2 separate regions of the Mus musculus genome follow, and region 2 is linked to region 1. A link is a contact called in public HiChIP or PLAC-seq data. All regions are on one chromosome and are shown on one strand. The core of a region is the stretch at or near the end of the contact, and the rest is flanking DNA. Distances in the headings are between cores, read along the strand shown. Region 1 has its middle 120 kb from the start of Gm31715. Region 2 has its middle 7.2 kb from the start of Gm38557.

The links. HiChIP or PLAC-seq counts read pairs in DNA pulled down with a chosen protein or histone mark.
Region 2: a contact with region 1 is called in a CTCF HiChIP or PLAC-seq map of the NIH/3T3 cell line, with 5 read pairs. The contact joins two enhancer-like sites. A contact is called at or near these places in 1 of 15 datasets of contacts at CTCF or cohesin (the NIH/3T3 cell line) and 1 of 9 other capture datasets (embryonic stem cells).

What each region holds. Positions count from the first base shown.
Region 1 is chr13:107,327,649-107,330,902 of GRCm38.p6, reverse strand. No RefSeq gene overlaps it. Among named protein-coding and RNA genes, the nearest start is that of Gm31715, 120 kb to the right of the region's middle. Within about 2 kb of position 1,687, at least 19 of the 459 cell types and tissues checked have an H3K27ac peak or open chromatin away from gene starts, as enhancers often do. A contact at or near this core is called in the NIH/3T3 cell line, where this site is marked.
Region 2 is chr13:107,961,434-107,965,043 of GRCm38.p6, reverse strand. No RefSeq gene overlaps it. Among named protein-coding and RNA genes, the nearest start is that of Gm38557, 7.2 kb to the right of the region's middle. Within about 2 kb of position 1,428, at least 46 of the 459 cell types and tissues checked have an H3K27ac peak or open chromatin away from gene starts, as enhancers often do. A contact at or near this core is called in the NIH/3T3 cell line, where this site is marked.

The sequences.
Region 1 (3,254 bases), core at 438-2,937:
AGTGGTGTTAGGATAGCAGTATGACCTAGGAGGAACAGGCAGGCCTCAGCTGAATCTGCATGACTCAGCAGGAGACATTGGGACCAGCAGGAACACTAGAAGTTCACTGCCATGCCTCTCTCAGCGAAGTAAAGATCAGTGAAGACGAGAGACCAAGAAGCATTGTACAGCAAGATCTACCAATAAGCCTCTCTCACAGTCCCTTGAGTCCTATTTATAATCCCTCCAAGCACCATGTGTCCTTAATGGGTCTTACCTCATCACATGTCTTGCCTCAGCATGTGTGTCTGTCTTAGCAAAACTCCACGAGAGTCTGTCTCAGCTGACATCACTTTGCCACTTGGCCCAAGTCCAAGGAAGCAGCAAGATGCTGCAAGCATACCACCAGTTTTGTTTTTGTTTTTGTGTGTTTCTCTCTATGGAGTCCCAACAAATGGAGCTCAACTATGCAATATAAGGTGGACCACTACATGCCTGTTGTTATCAAAGAATTCTTCATCATGTGTCTTTTCATGTGCTTGCTTTAGAAGAACATCCTTTCACCTGTTTCTGCTTCAGGAAAGCACACCTTCACATTTGCCCTAGCAGAACATCATCCAACACAACTGACTCTCCAAAGAACCCTTAAGTTTCCACTTTAGAGGGTACATTAGCTTACACTGTGTGTGTGTGTTTGTGTGTGTGTTTAACTGAGAAAGATAAAATTATGTATATGTCAGTTATAGCCAAAAAAAGTCAGGCATCTTGGCACAATATTTTCCACTATAGTACAGTTTATATAACTAAGAAGATTATAAAACTTTTATTTTGCATCTCAGCCACTTTTTCAGCAGTATATGTAAAGTAGAAGCATAAATATATTGTTTATTTAAACTAAGCCTTTGATTGTAGTTCAGAAGTTCAAAGATTACTATAGAAAGTTGGTAAGTGGATCCCTGGGGCAATAGGAAACAGGTTTTTAAATTTTATTTATTTTATTTTTTGGATCCCATAAGACTCATTTCCAAACCCTATGGGGTTTTATCAAGCTGAGCTTTGAGTATCCTGATCTTTTCAGACTCCAATTAACTTATGCTGTTCTTTGGGTTTTAATTCTGCCCTGCCTTGCTCATCTCCAGCGAGAAGAAAACTAACATTGGAAACATGGTTTAAGCAAAGTGGTGACTGGGAAATTTCTTTTTTCAAAGGGGGGAATTGGGTTCCCAAGGGAGAGAACAAACATCCTAAGCTACTTGGACTACTACAAACAGAATCTGTGATAATGTCAAGAAGCAGAATATGGGGCAACAAGAAAGGAGGACACCTACCCAAAGAAGCAGAGGCAGCGTCTGGCCAGCCCGCTGAAAGTGAGTACATTTATAGCTCTGGGAAGAGCTGGCAAAGATAGCTTTCCTTTCCTGTCCCTCAGCCTTTCTGCCCGGGTCCACAGCTTTGTTGCACTCATTCTGTTCCTGTCAGGCAATTCTGAAGCCATTGAAAGACGATTGGTTTTTGTTCCTGGCAACCCGTAGCCACAACCAGCAAATTTAAACTCCTGGCTAGCTTCAAAGAGCAAGAGAGAACAGGGGTATCCTGCGTCCATGTGGGAGGGAGGTGACTCTGAAGTTTTCATAGAGAAGATAACCATTGCACATGGGCAGGCCAAACAGGCCTTGGAAAAAGGCCTTAGACTTGAGTCAACCATGAGTAAGAGTCTATGAGCACAGTGACTACAGCTAGTTACACGCTTAGCAAGACTTAGACTAAACATTGTGGCCTGTGTGCTTTCTCTGGTGTTTATTATATCCCATTTGTAGAAGTATCCATAACATTTTTAGAATTTTTCTGTACATGCAAGTTTATAACATTTCATTTCTATGCATGCAAATGGCCAACGTGAATCAGTGCTTACCCTAATACCCATCACTGGACGAAGCACTTGTCTTCTCTTGGTTTAATTTTACAATTGTAGAAGAAAATGCCTCATTCCAATGCTTATTTGTTGAAATAGTGTAGAGTTCTGTCATTCAGCTGATGTGAAAACCAAGGATAACTTGCCTTGGGGGTTATGCAACTAATAAACTATGGCATAATTCCACTCAGAGGTATTTTTAGGTCCCAAAGCCACGTTCTAAATCCTTACCCAGTAGAATTCTGAGAGCAAAGTTTCAAGTCTAACTCTGCTAAGCCTCAGACTCCACAGTTGGTTTAATGAGAGGTTAGGATGCTATGACTGGCCAGTTCTGGGATGGTATGGTCTCTTGAATCAAAGCTTGCTAACTTGGCAGAAAAAAAAAAGGAGTGTTCCTGGGCCTCCTCCACCCTGGCAGCTCTGCTTAAAGACACAGGGCATGTAAGGTAGTTTTGCTCTTGATAAAATGAGCCCGAGATCTATAAGCTGGCCTCAGCCTTTTGGCGAAAACTCTGAATATATGGTAACCTATATCTATATTTTTCTTCAGATACAGTGAGTCTTAGAATGTCTACCTTCTTAGAAAAGAGTCTCTCTCTAGAGTTCACGTACCAGCAACTACCTCTTTTTTCTTTTCCTATTTTTGTTTTTGGTTCTGTGGCGGGGGCTTTTTGCCTTTTCTTAAAACAATAATTCTCATAAGAGATGTAAATACTCTTTTCCCTCAATAATCTTGAGGCATGGGTTCCAGGAAGCTCATGAATACCAAAACTCATGGATGCACATGTCCCTTAAGACATATCTGCATATAATCTACAAACATCATCCTATGTTCTTAAAACTATCTCTAGATTGCTGCTAATATAGATAGTTGGCATATGATTTTCTTTAGGAAATAATGACAATGATGAAAAGGGCTTGGACACGGTTCATCTAGACCTTTTTCTCTCAATATCTTTAGTCTGTGCTTAATGGACTACGCAGGTACAAAACCTGTAAATACTGAGGCCCACATCTGCATGCTGCTACCATTTCCTCATCTCTCTCTCTCTCTCTCTCTCTCTCTCTCTCTCTCTCTCTCTCTGTGTGTGTGTGTGTGTGGGGGGTATGTCACACATGTGAGAATAGCATCCATGTGAAGACCAAGAGTTGACATTGAGCATCCCCCTCAGTCGTTCTCTCCTTCATTCACTGAGGCAGAAACTCTCATTAAACCAGAAACTTGGGATTTGACTGGTCTAGCTACACCTCTAGCCAGCATATCTTGGGGAATCTCCTTACTTCTCCTAAGCTAGGGATTATAGGCAGATCACCATGCATGCCCAGGTTTTTAAAAATCATATGTATTGAGGAATGCATGACA
Region 2 (3,610 bases), core at 179-2,678, 630 kb before region 1:
TCTATACTCAAAGCTATCCTTCTTTTCAACCTTGTCTCTGAAGAGGGAGCAGGAAGAGACAGTATGGGCTCAGCTTAAGAGTGGGAATAAGACAGGAGGCCACCGCAAGTTCACCAGCCTGAGAGACTGCCTTGAGCCTCGCCTGGAGGCCCTCAGAAAAGCAAGGTCATGGGCAGGGTCCACCCAAGTTCTCGATAATAAGTGGAAAAATATGCAAAGCAGTGAGTTCACACAGCAGTTCAGACATTCTTGGAGCATTACTGAGAATTATTTTGAAAGCATACAATCAGATTATTGAGGGGCCCGTTTGTCAGCGAGCCACAGCCGAAGCTCTGGGAAAATGGGAGTCTTTCCTAAACCTTGTGGTGGCCAGGGTCATGGGGAGACGCTTGACTCCCTGTAACAGGGCATCTGTGCCTTTTCTGTCCCACTGTCTGAACAGCTCAAGCTGTCCTGCTTGCCTGTTTGATGATGGCTGCCACCAAAGCTACAATCAGCACATCTAATGTCACAGACCCCGGATCCTGAAACCCGGGGGCCGCCTTCAGGGCCAGAGTGCTAAAGTCCAGCAGAGAAAGGGCAGCTGTTCTAAAAGGTGTGGGAGAAGCGGGGGTTGAGACAGACACTATATGGCACCAGGAGGGAATATGAGTTAGAACAGTGACATAAATTAAAGTTAATACTACTTCTATATAATAACATGGCTTCGTGGCCCCACTCACTGCAAGCATTGAGCTGTTCCTTAAAAATAGAATCGATCCTACCATCTTTTCTCAGGGTTCCTAATCCGTAACTCAGCCTTGTAGAGAGGCAACAAGGACTGCCCTGGGGCAGGCAAATAGAGTCAGGCGTTTCTTTCTTGACCATGGTTGCTTTCAGATAAGGAGTGAGGGACAAGTATCAAATATCATCCAATTAACATGCACTACTCTTCAGTTTTCAAGACAGGCTGGCTTTGTAGCCTCCGATCTGAATGAAGTAGGTAGTGCTATCCTGTCTTCCGGAAAGGAAATGGAAGTTCAGAGAGGTGGCCACTGGGCTACTGTTGGATCCCCCAGGCCTCTGTAGCTATTGGCCTCCAGGAGACTCTGCAGTACCAGGATTTCATTCTGAACTCAGAAACTTAATCAGAACTTCAACAGTCCACATGCTGCTGTTCTTTCCCTGGCCCTGCTAGGGCATGGTGCGGTACGGGGGTAGAGGAGGAGGTGTGGGGTTGCTGAGAGCCCTGGAGTACCTGCTGTGCCTTCTCTTTCAAAGCCGGACAAAGGAGCCCTTGCCCCAGGACCAGGGTGATTGCAACTTGGCAAAGGAGAGCACACCTCTGCACCTTCCATGTAGATGTTATCTCGCCAACCTTCCCCGTGTCCCTGCAGGCATGTGGTCTGGCCTCTGTCCATCTAGAAGAGGCACTGAGTCGTCCTGTGTACCCTATGACTCGAGCCGTAGCTACTTTAACTGTTTTGCCAGGGTTGAAAAGGTCCTTTAAAGGAAATGACTGGAGTTCAGGAGACGAAGGCCGGTTGTAGTCGAATGCTGGGGACAAACACCACTTGTTCCTGATTGTTAACAACAGGAGATATTCACTATAAGGACACTGAGTAATATATAACTGTGCTCGTTTTATAGAAAACTGAGGCTCATAGCTGTGAAATACCTCGCTTCAGATACAGTGGCATACAATGGCAGAGTATATTTTGTTCCCGGTCCTCACAGGCTGAAGGGACAATGTGAGGACCCAAACAACACAGTCTAATTGGCACTAAATCAGCATGCAGAATTCCCTCAGCTGCTGGAGGCACCAGCCTGAGGCAGAGGTGTGGCAAAGGGAAGGCAGTGATGATCACAGGGGACTCTTCCAGGCTCCGGGCAACACGTCTGACACCAGGGAGGTCAGTCCAAACTCAGAGACATTTTCACACACACAAACACACACATACACACACACCCCGGTGTGGTGAAACATCAGGCCGTGGTGCAGAGGGAGTCAGTCGCAAAATGAAGATAAGAACTGAGCATGGCGGGCACCCATACAATCCTAGCAAAGAAGGCAGGGGATGGGAAGTTCAAGGTCACCCTCTGCTTCATAGGGAGTTTGAGAACAGTCTCAAGAAGTGGAAGAGGGAAGGGGGAGGGGAATGGGAAGGTATATGCTAGGTCAGGGGAGCAGGGGGGCTGGGACAGAGCTCCAGCTGCCAAAACTGGCTGTTAGCTGAAGCTGTTCTGTTAAAAACTCAGTGCCAGGGAGAGGCTTGTTCATCTGGGATGGCATGCTACCTTTCAGTACACTCTTCCACACAGCACCTACATTTTAAGATGTGTCCTGTAAGTTTTGGAAGAAAAAGAAATCCCCGGTGACCATCTCAGTAAACAAAGCAGCGTGGGCACAACCAAACCCATCCTTTTAAACGCTGTTAATATGCTTTGATCGTATTTACGTTCGCTGCTGGGTTAGCACAATGGCTGGAGAGTAATAGCATTTCTATAAATTGGTTGTGTGTATGGAGGGGGAATAGCTATTGTTTCAGGTCAAATATGATCCAGCCCCATAATTTCATCTAGTAAATCAACCTGCAATGCCATCATTTGAGTTATCTGAATACCTCTCTTAGTCCAGGTCTTAGACCTAGGGAGCCCATGGTCCCAAGCAGAGCTGCTCCGTGGCAGACATGGGCAGAGGAACTGACCAAATCACTGAAAGTTACTCCTGTGTCCTAACAGGCAAATGTGGATTGGAATTAGCATCAGCCTTGCTAATAAGCACCCGGGAAATAATCAGCCACTGTCCCCGAGGCTACATTTCTCATGCAATGTCCTTGTTCTGGGCATGTGACTAATTGCCAAGCTCTGATAAAGCAGTGTGTGTTCAACGTAAATTACACACTGGATGCCAGGCTGCCGCTTCAGCCTGATAGTGCTGGAACAGGTATTTCCAGCTTTGCAAGGTCAAGCCTAGAGCTTAATGATGCTTATGCAGGTCTCTAGCTGACCCTCTGCTTCCACTTCAGGAGCCTCTCTCCTCCCCAGAACCATAAAGCTACAAGCTGCAAGTGACTGTCTGCTTATTCCCATTGCTTTTAGGTAAGTGAATCAATATATGTTTCAGAGACTTGCCCTGGCCCCATCTTGTCTTTTTCCAAAGGACAGAACCATCCTCAGTAGCTCATTTTCTCAGTCTAATAGGCGAGTTCTCCTTTAACTGTAGCCAGTTTGTGCTGCTTCCATTCGATAGCCTTTTCTCTTAGATCCCCAGAAGACATGGAGATATCTTCATGATATCCTCGTGGTAAATCCTCCTGTAAATTTGAAAACCAAGTTCATGCTTGGCAAGATGGCTCAGCTGTCAACGGTGCCAACTGCCAAGCCTTGTGACCTTTGTTCAATCCCCAGAGCCTACAAAATGGAAGGAAAGAACCAAGAATCTCACAGGTTGTCCCCTGACCTCCACCTGGCAAGTATGCCTCCTACAAAGAGAGGGGGGAGGAAGAGGGAGAGGGAGAGGGGGAGGGGGAGGGGGGAGGGGGAGGGAGAGGGAGAGGGGGAGGGGGAGGGGGAGGGGGATGGGGATGGGAGGGGGAGGGGGAGGGAGGAAGGGAGGGGAGGGAGACAC